Linked DNA regions of Sus scrofa: region 1 is linked to region 2. Evidence: chromatin contacts called from public HiChIP or PLAC-seq data. All regions are on one chromosome and are shown on one strand. Each heading gives the region's core, a stretch centred on a gene start, on an enhancer-like site or on the middle of the called end of the contact. The rest is flanking DNA. Distances are from core to core; before and after follow the strand shown. Region 1 holds the start of SRGN (serglycin). Region 2 has its middle 40 kb from the start of SRGN.

Region 1 (4,508 bases), core at 1,924-4,423, 40 kb before region 2:
GCCGATACCTTGATCTTGGACTTGTAGCCTCCAGAACTGTGAGGAAGTAAATTCCTGTCGTTTAAGCCACACAGTCTATGGTACTTTGTTATGGCAGCCCTAGCAAACTAATGCAGTAATCTAAGATATTTTGTTTTGGTAAAAGCAAGCCAGAGCAAGTCTAGTGGATTAGATCAGTCAAATCAATGGGTTAAGAAAAAAAAAATTTTATGTGGGGGAAGAACGCCATGGAATTATATCTTGCATCACATGGAAATATGGTGAAATAGTGGCCTCTCTGCATTGCAGTCTTGAGCTGCTGTCACTCCCACATGCAGCCACGGGTGGTCATATGTTTCCCTTCTTACTCAGACATAGGCACAAACCCTTAATTCCCATACAAACTGCGCTTCTCCTTTGGAAACACCCTAGTTTTTCAGCCCATTCATTCTCTCTTTTTTGGTTCCCTTTCCAACAAAGAGCTGAATCTGCTCAGTGATGACATAAATGCTAGTTCTTTATACAACTTTATATGGTGTCTTTACTACTTTCTTTTTTGTTTGTTCATTTGTTTTTTAGGCCTGCACCTGTGGCATATGTCAGTTCCCAGGTTAGGGGTCAAATTGGAGCTGTAGCTGCTGGCCTACGCTACAGCCACAGCAACTCGGGATCCAAGCCACAGCTCAGGGCAATACTGGATCCTTCACTCACTGAGCGAGACCAGGGATCGAACCCCCATCCTCATGGATACTAGCCAGATTTGTTTCCACCATGCCACGACAGGAACTTCCTGGTTTCTTCACTACTTACTTTCTAAGGAATACCTGCCACATAAAGAACATTTTTGTTTTAATTTTACTTTTCCGTATTGAATCTTAGTGGAGAATTAAACATTTCTGTGAAATTTTGAAGATGTAAAAACTCATAGCTTGGAGTTCCCATTGTAGCTCAGTGGTTAACGAACCCAGCCAGTATCCATGAGGATGTGGGTTTGATCCCTGGCCTCAGTGGGTTAAGAATCCCGCATTGCCATGAACTGTGGTGTACGTCGAAGATGTGGCTCGGATCTGGCATTGCTGTGGCTGTGGTGTAGTTCTGCAGTTACAGCTCCAGTTGGACCCCTAGCCTGGGAACCTCCATATGCTGTGGGTGCGGCCCTAAAAAGACAAACAAACAAAAAAAAGACTCACGGTCAGGGTAGGCCCAGCACCAAGTGGCCACTCAAGTCTGTGCTACAAACATGGACCTCACTGCCTGGATCTTATCAGAAGACATTAGGGAATTATTTCATTAAGCTGAAGGTTTTCTCTAAAAGATCCAAGTAAAGTTTATTCCTTACAATCAACAATTTTTGATATTTTAAAAATAGATTAAAAGTTTCAGCAACATACCTTGCTGGTTTTTTTCTTCGGTGATTACACAACAAGAAGAAAGTGATTTTATACATTTCCAATACATAATGAATGTATCTGAGATCATCTGTACAATTTTATTTCCACCAGAAGTAAAAACAAGAAAACTAAGTCACTTCGAAGAAAAAAATCCAGCTCATGTGTGTAATTATGACTCAATATTTCCTTTACGAGTTGGAGGAACTTAATGTTTTTCTACTATGAGTTCTCCCATCTCTTTATCAGGCTGTGATTTTCTGCCTTATTCAGACGTGAACCTTTATTTACCAAAGGAGAAGAAATTGTATTTTTCTTACAAATTTATCATTTTCATTTTCTTAGTCATTAAAGGTTTTAAGTTGTTTCATTCTTACTAAACAACCCTGAATGATAAAGAAACCTATCAAGAAATTTCCAAATGTGATGTTTCTCTGAGCAACAGCACAATTATTAAAATTCTTTGGCCTCTCTTTAAAATCTGAGAGGGTTTGCATTAACAATGTCTAACCATAATTGAATTGTCACTAAGAACAAAGTTTAAAAAAAGAAGAAAAAATACAAAAATTTACTCTGATTTCAAAAATAGCATCTCCCAGTGTCAGGGTGATTACAAAAATTTTGTATTATGTTAAAATTTGGGATTTATGTGGACACCTAGGGGTAGGTAATTTTCTATATTCCTTTTTTTAAAAAAAATTTCTGACTAGTTTTGCATATTCTTTCAGATAACATTATTTTATTTATTTATTTATTTTGGTCTTTTTGTCTCTTTAGGACCACACCTGCGGCATATGGATGTTCATAGGCTAGGGGTCCAATCGGAGCTGTAGCCATCAGCCTACACCAGAGTCACAGCAACATCAGATCCAAGCTGTGTCTGGGACCTACACCACAGCTCACGGCAATGCCAGATCCTTATCCCACTGAGCAAGGCTAGGGATTGAACCCACGTCCTCATGGATGCTAGTTGGGTTCGTTAATCGCTGAGCCACAATGGAACTCCAATTTTCTATATTCCTTTCTTGAGCTTTATTTATTTATTTATTTTTGGCCATGGCATGTAGCGGCTTGATATAGGATCTCAGTTCCCAGACCAGGGGTTGAACCCGGGCCGAAGTGGTGAAAGCGCCAAATCCTGACCATTCGATGACCAGGGAACTCCCTCTTGATCTTTTAAAAAAAGTTTTTTAAAATTTATAAACCATACATTTCATCCAAAATAAAACTGTACATTTCAATCATTATAAGAACTTATAAGGCTGCACCTGCCTCAGTTTAAATTTTTTTTTTTTTTTTTTGGTAGCAAACTTAACAAAACTCAGTCAGCGACCCTAAATCATTTTTTCTTTCTTTCTTTTTCTTTCTTTCTTTTTTGAGGGAGGCACCACTTTTCCAAATAGAATACATTCTGTACCTTAAAATTAATATAATCATTTGTGTGGACCCTGGGCCTTATAAGGAAAATTACAAAGGGACAAGATACCTGGGTCTTACCTTGAACTGAAGAATCCAAAATCAGGATGATGGCTAGAGCCAGGACAAGCCCACTGCACCGGAAGAGCACCTGCATTGTGACAGGCTCACTTTGGCTCCACCGCCTGCACACCAACCTTACAAAAGGGAAATGTAGCCGGGTGCTCTCTGTCCCTTTTAGAAAAGGTTCCAAAACCTCAAACCCTGCCCAGAACACACGTCACAGTTTCCTGAACAAATAGAGATCCACATCAAACCCCAGAAAGATTTAGACCAAAAAAAAAAAAAAAAAAGGGCAGCAAAATAACTATTCATACCCATTATGAAACTGCCCTGGACTCTCCCCAGGTCTTCTTTTTCAAAAGTTTTGTTGTTTGCCACTGGCCGGTTACAATTTTTTTTCCCCCTGCTAAACAGAATCATCATAAAGGACAGTTTGTTTTTTCTTTCTTCAGGTAACCATCTAAACAAGAGATTGCTGACATTAAGGGGCCTCTGCCCAATTGATGAAGTAAGGAGGCTAGATGCTGCTTTTTCACCACTGAGGCCATTCTGCATAATATGTTCTTGATTTTCTTTTTTGTTGGCAATAGCAGAAGTCACTGAGCCATGCTCAAAAAGTGAAACTTCAAAGCTGGGTTCTAATCTACAAGAAAGTGTTGTTGGATCTCAGATAACCAGTTTCTTCTTAGAGGACTCAGCTTCTCCCATTAGATCATCAGCTCTCCCTCTAATTCAAAATCTAGTGAAGATTTTCAGTTGCAAAGAACTGGATAAAACAGAAAAATGATTGTGCAGTCCTCTGCTCCTTCACACCAAGTATTTCTTATGATTTGATTCCATTTATACTTTGTTTTTTTTTTTCCTCCTGGTAAAACTTTTCAACTTGACTTTGGCATCCTCTGGCCTTTAATAAGCTAGAAGTCAGAAACAGGGGGAGGTTTTCCTGTCAGTGGGCTGCAGACTTCAGAAAACATACAAACCACTGCCCTCTGTAAATAAAGGAATAGCGTTTCCCCATCTCCTGGGGATCGTGTGCTGAAGACCGAGGGTCACAAAGCACAGGCTCCATATTTAAGCCACATAATAAACACAACAGATTATCACACTCCCTTGCCCTTGGGGCACACACTTTTTCCTTACTTCCACCCTCTCCATTGCAGCACATCTAACCCTACAATGTCCACTTTCCATTTTCATCCTCACTCTTGCCTGTCCTTTGACAAGAGGGAGGAGTTTCCTTTCTCTTGTTCTCTGCTTCCTGCTGGTTCCTTTACCATTTCCTGCTAAGAACGCGCCTCAGAAATTAATTGCTGAGTCGCCGTGGTGCAAGTCCACAAAGGTTTCCAAGAATGCACATTTTGACCTTCCTCAAAACCAGTTGGAAGTGTGTCCAGGGACTCTTCTGAGTGCAGTAAACAATCCGCAAACTCACAAATCCCGTGGGTTCCCCACTATGGAATACTGGTTTCAGCTGGAAATAACTCCCTCAACTTTGGTCGCTTTTAATGCTATCCTTTATTTATTTATTTATTTATTTTCTTTTTAAGGCTGAACCTGCGGCATATTAAAGTTCCCAGGCTAGGAGCTGAATCAGAGCTGCAGCCTCTGGCCTACACCACAGTCACAGCAACCCATGCTGCAGCTTGCAGCAGTGGTGCATCC
Region 2 (4,135 bases), core at 271-2,770:
ACCCTGAGGTTTCGGGTTCAATCCCTGGCCTCGCTCAGTGGGTTGAGGATCCGGTGTTGCTGTGGTGTTGATTGCGGACATGGCTCGGATCTGGCATTTGCTGTGGCTGTAGCGTAAGCTGGCAGCTGGAGCTCCGATTGGACCCCTGGCCTGGGAACCTCCATGTGCTGGCAGTGCAGCCCTGAAAAGACACACACACACACAAAAAAAAAAAAAAAAAAAAAAAAAAAAAAAAAAAAAAAGAAAATAATAAAGAGAAAGTAAAAAGAAACAGGTGAAGTTAATGTTAATAAAATAACCCCAAATATCCAACTTCTCTTTTAAGATACAATCACTATGAAAATTGTTGAGACATTCTCATTCTTTTTTTCATATGAAATCTTCAAACTCCTGTGTGCACTTCGCACTTAGAGCACTTCTCAATTCAGACTAGCCATTTTTCAAGTGTTCAGTGACCAAATGGGGCTAGATGTTGCTCCTCTGGACAACACAGTCACAGAGGCTTCCAGACAGATGAGCAGGATTCAACAGGGGTCCCGTGGACCTCTAGGGCTTCATGATAAGCTTTGGCAAATCCCTCAGTTTCCCTGAAATTGTTAGCTAAAATTTGACTGCATTTGCTTTTTCCTCAGGAAGTAGTTTTCTTAGATTTTCCAGGAGTCTGGGGTAAGAACTCCCACAGTGGGTCCAGATTTACAGCCTGAGGACCAGGTCCAGCATCTTCATGTTGCAGCACAGGAGTCTGGGGACAGAGAAGAGGGTGTCGACTCAGGGAACACAGCCCGGATCAAAAAGCCAGGCCTGGGGGCTGTGTTCCCCTCACTGCCTCTGCCCCCTGCCCCGGAGGGCAACTCAGATTCTTCATGTGACACCAGCTGTGGGAAGGGGTAGGGGTGGGAACGCAGGTCAGCAAGCGCATTTTCCATGGCTTCTTGCTCCTACAAGTGTGACACATTCTTCTGCATTCATCTTAGTTCTCAGACGAGTTTCCACAGAAAAAATAGCTTCCTCTTTTCTTGCTCTTGCCTCATCTTCCTCATCAAGCGGCTGTCAATCTGTGAGAGTCTCCACCCTGCCGCTCGGAGGAAGTAGAAACCCTTCACCCCCACCCAGGGCAGAGCTACAGTCAAGGCTCTTTTACAGTGAGAGTCCCCAAATTTGTTGGGTTGTCAGAATTCCTTGGAGGTGTTGAAAATGTAGGTGTCTGGGCCCCAGTCCCATCACATGTGCACCTCTCTTGATAGAGTTCTTGTGATTCCTGTGTGGTTGCCTTTGGATATGTTTCTTTTTCCTAAGGAAGGTAGTGTGGCAGCCTCACTGGGCTTTGTGTCACCTGAACTTTGAGGCTGGGCTCCTGCCACTTTCTAGCTTTGTGACCTTGGGCCAGTTTTTGTTTTCACTCCTCTGAGTTTCCATTTCCTTACAGGCAGAATGGAGATAACATGAGATGAAATCATTCGCCGCTCTAAGAGCCCTGAAGTCGCAGCCTCCCAAGCCCAGGCTTCCCCTCTGCTTCTAATTGGGAAGTTTCTTTGAAAAATGTGGTCTAGTGGCTTGAAGAACCAAATGTTTCAGACACCAGCACATTGAGGGGAAAGACATTTCCTTGACTTCCTCCCATGATGCCAAAATAAAGATAATCACAGCTATTCCCACCCCCACCCCACAATGGAGAAAGAAAATATTCCTGCAGCCAATTTCAGAGTCATGTGGAGGTTCCCAGGCTAGGGGTCTAATCAGAGTTATAGCCGCCGGCCTACACCCCAGGCCATAGCAACACAGGATCCTTAACCCACTGAGCGAGGCCAGGAATTGAACCTGCAGTGCAACCTCATGGTTACTAGTCGGGTTCGTTAACCACTGAGCCACGACAGAAACTCCCAGTTTCAGTCTTGAAATGATTCCAACTGACACTACAGACAAAAGCCGGTGGCTAGGATCCTGCAGTTTCCACCTGCAGAAAAAGTAATGTTTACCCGCAGCCTCACTCATTTAGAGACTCATTTGGCGGTTTTTTGTTTTTTGTTTTTTGGTTTTTTTTTCCTTTGAGATCATGTGTTTCTAAAAGTCCCTAAACCAAGTAACAAACTGTTTCAGCAAGTCCCATATTAGATTACTCCTCCAAATCCCCTGTGGGTGCCGTGAGGAACAATTATGTATTTCCCTCTCCCCTGTGCTGGGGGGATGATAGGGGAAGAGGGAGGAGCTCCATCAGCCTTGGCCTCTAAGAACATCCTGATTCCACATTATCTTCCTCTGTCCCCCTTCACTGCCCAACACTCCACGTAGGTGAGACTCCTCCTGGTGCCCCCAACACCCCTGGATCCTCCTCACCAGAGTCCTCATCGCACCTGCTCTCTTCTCCGACCAGTTGCTTCTCACCCTTCTAGTCTCACCTCCTCTAAGATGTTTCCAGGACCCTCCAGCTCCCTGGGTTTGCAGACCCCCTCTTCTCAGTACCCAAAGCCCCGATTGCCTGTATTTCCCCCTTGGCCCATTTACTGGAAGCCTGGAGTCCCAGGGAGGGCTCAGTACAGACGCCTCACACAAAAGAAGTGCTCAACAAAGCTTTGCTGATTGTTGAGTTAGATAAGAGTTTCCAAGGAGTGGAAGTGGAAATTCAAATTAACTTAGGGTCCAGACATATATCAGTGTGAGAATGGGTCTCCATGACTCATGTTTAGGTTGAGCTTCATTGAACCTGAAGTTGCAAAAGAGAGGAAACACGGGTTGCTACAAAGCAACCTAACCACAGAGTGCACACATCTTGTTTATTATCTGCCTGTGATGCTTTTAGTTTCAGTGACACTGGCCTATTGCAAGATTAGTTTTCTGGGCCAGGAACTAGGGCTTCTCTATTTGGCCAGGTGAAGACACTCGGGGGGCAGGGGGGGGGCGGCTCTAGTAAGCGTTAGAACCTATGTCGAATGCAGAAACACTTTTCCATAAATGGGCTTCCTTTTAGCAAAATGAATCATACAGTCAAGGAGGAAGCATGTTGAGCAAGAAAAAATCCTGCTCAGGGTATGTTTTTCCTGCGTCATTAGCTTATTTTATTTTACAGACATAGTGTTGAACTATGTAATGTATCTGTTTTCTCTTTTCTCCTTGGTTGCTAGGAAGCTCTGAGTCAACCCTATGACCCACTAAAATAAGATGTCCATTTCTTTTTTTTTGCTTTTCAGGGCCACACCTGTGGCACACGGAGGTTCCCAGGCTAGGGGTCCAATCGGAGCTACAGCTGCCAGCCTATGCCACAGCCACAGCAACGCAGGATCTGAGCCACATCTGTGACCTACACCACAGCTCACAGCAATGCCAGATCCTTAACCCACTGAGCAAGGCCAGGGATTAAGCCTGCCACCTCATGATTCATTTCCTCTGCACCACTACGGGAACTCCAGGATGTCCATTTCTGTATGTTTCTTGACTGGCCCTATTTTATGTTCATATCTTCATTTTTCCTCTATTTTTCTCACCATTTGCCTTAAGTCCTATTTAGAGTAAGGTGGAGGATAAGAGGAGAAAGGGAAAAAAAATTGATCTTGGCCTTAAAGGATAAAGAATCTATATAGAAGGAGATAAGTAACAATGATGAAAATAATACTAGGGAAGCTTTTGTTTATTAAGTAAATATTAAATATGATAGTTATTAAAATATTTAGCACTTATACAAGGTACTATAGTATATACCATCTCACTAAATTCTCCAACAGACCAACCAGGTAAGTACTATAGTATATACCATCTCACTAAATTCTCCAACAGACCAACCAGAATTGCTATTTTCCTCAGGTTAGTGTTAGAGATGAGGAAAGGAAAGCTGAGAGACAGGAAGTCATGAGGCCAGGATTACCCAGCTGGCGAATCGATGGCTAGAGCCCAAGCCCAGGTTTGGGTGATGCCAAAGCATGAACTCAGAGGCACCACATCTACAAAAGCACATGTTAGGGGCAGAAAGTGAAGGTGCCATAGTGCATCTTCCTAGAGAGCCTGTGGAATCAATGGTTAAAGACTATGTTCAGCCAGCCTGCTCTTAAGAATGCCAATTTCTTCTTCTGCAATTGAAGTATAGTTGATTTACAATAGTGTGTTAATTTCAGATGTACATCAAAGTAACTCAGTTATTTTGTTT

What was found. HiChIP or PLAC-seq counts read pairs in DNA pulled down with a chosen protein or histone mark.
Region 1: a contact with region 2 is called in an H3K27ac HiChIP or PLAC-seq map of alveolar macrophages. The contact joins the promoter of SRGN here to the enhancer-like site in region 2. A contact is called at or near these places in 1 of 5 promoter capture datasets (liver), 15 of 47 Hi-C or Micro-C datasets (alveolar macrophages, blood, heart right ventricle and 5 more) and 2 of 2 datasets of contacts at active chromatin or transcription factors (alveolar macrophages and skeletal muscle).

The regions. Positions count from the first base shown.
Region 1 is chr14:72,182,033-72,186,540 of Sscrofa11.1, reverse strand. SRGN (serglycin) reads right to left here and starts at 3,173. Exons shown (of 3, transcript XM_013990411.2): 1 at 2,865-3,173. The coding sequence starts at 2,940.
Region 2 is chr14:72,140,981-72,145,115 of Sscrofa11.1, reverse strand. No RefSeq gene overlaps it. Among named protein-coding and RNA genes, the nearest start is that of SRGN, 40 kb to the left of the region's middle. Within about 2 kb of position 1,520, at least 24 of the 83 cell types and tissues checked have an H3K27ac peak or open chromatin away from gene starts, as enhancers often do. A contact at or near this core is called in alveolar macrophages, liver, mesenteric adipose tissue and 2 more, where this site is marked.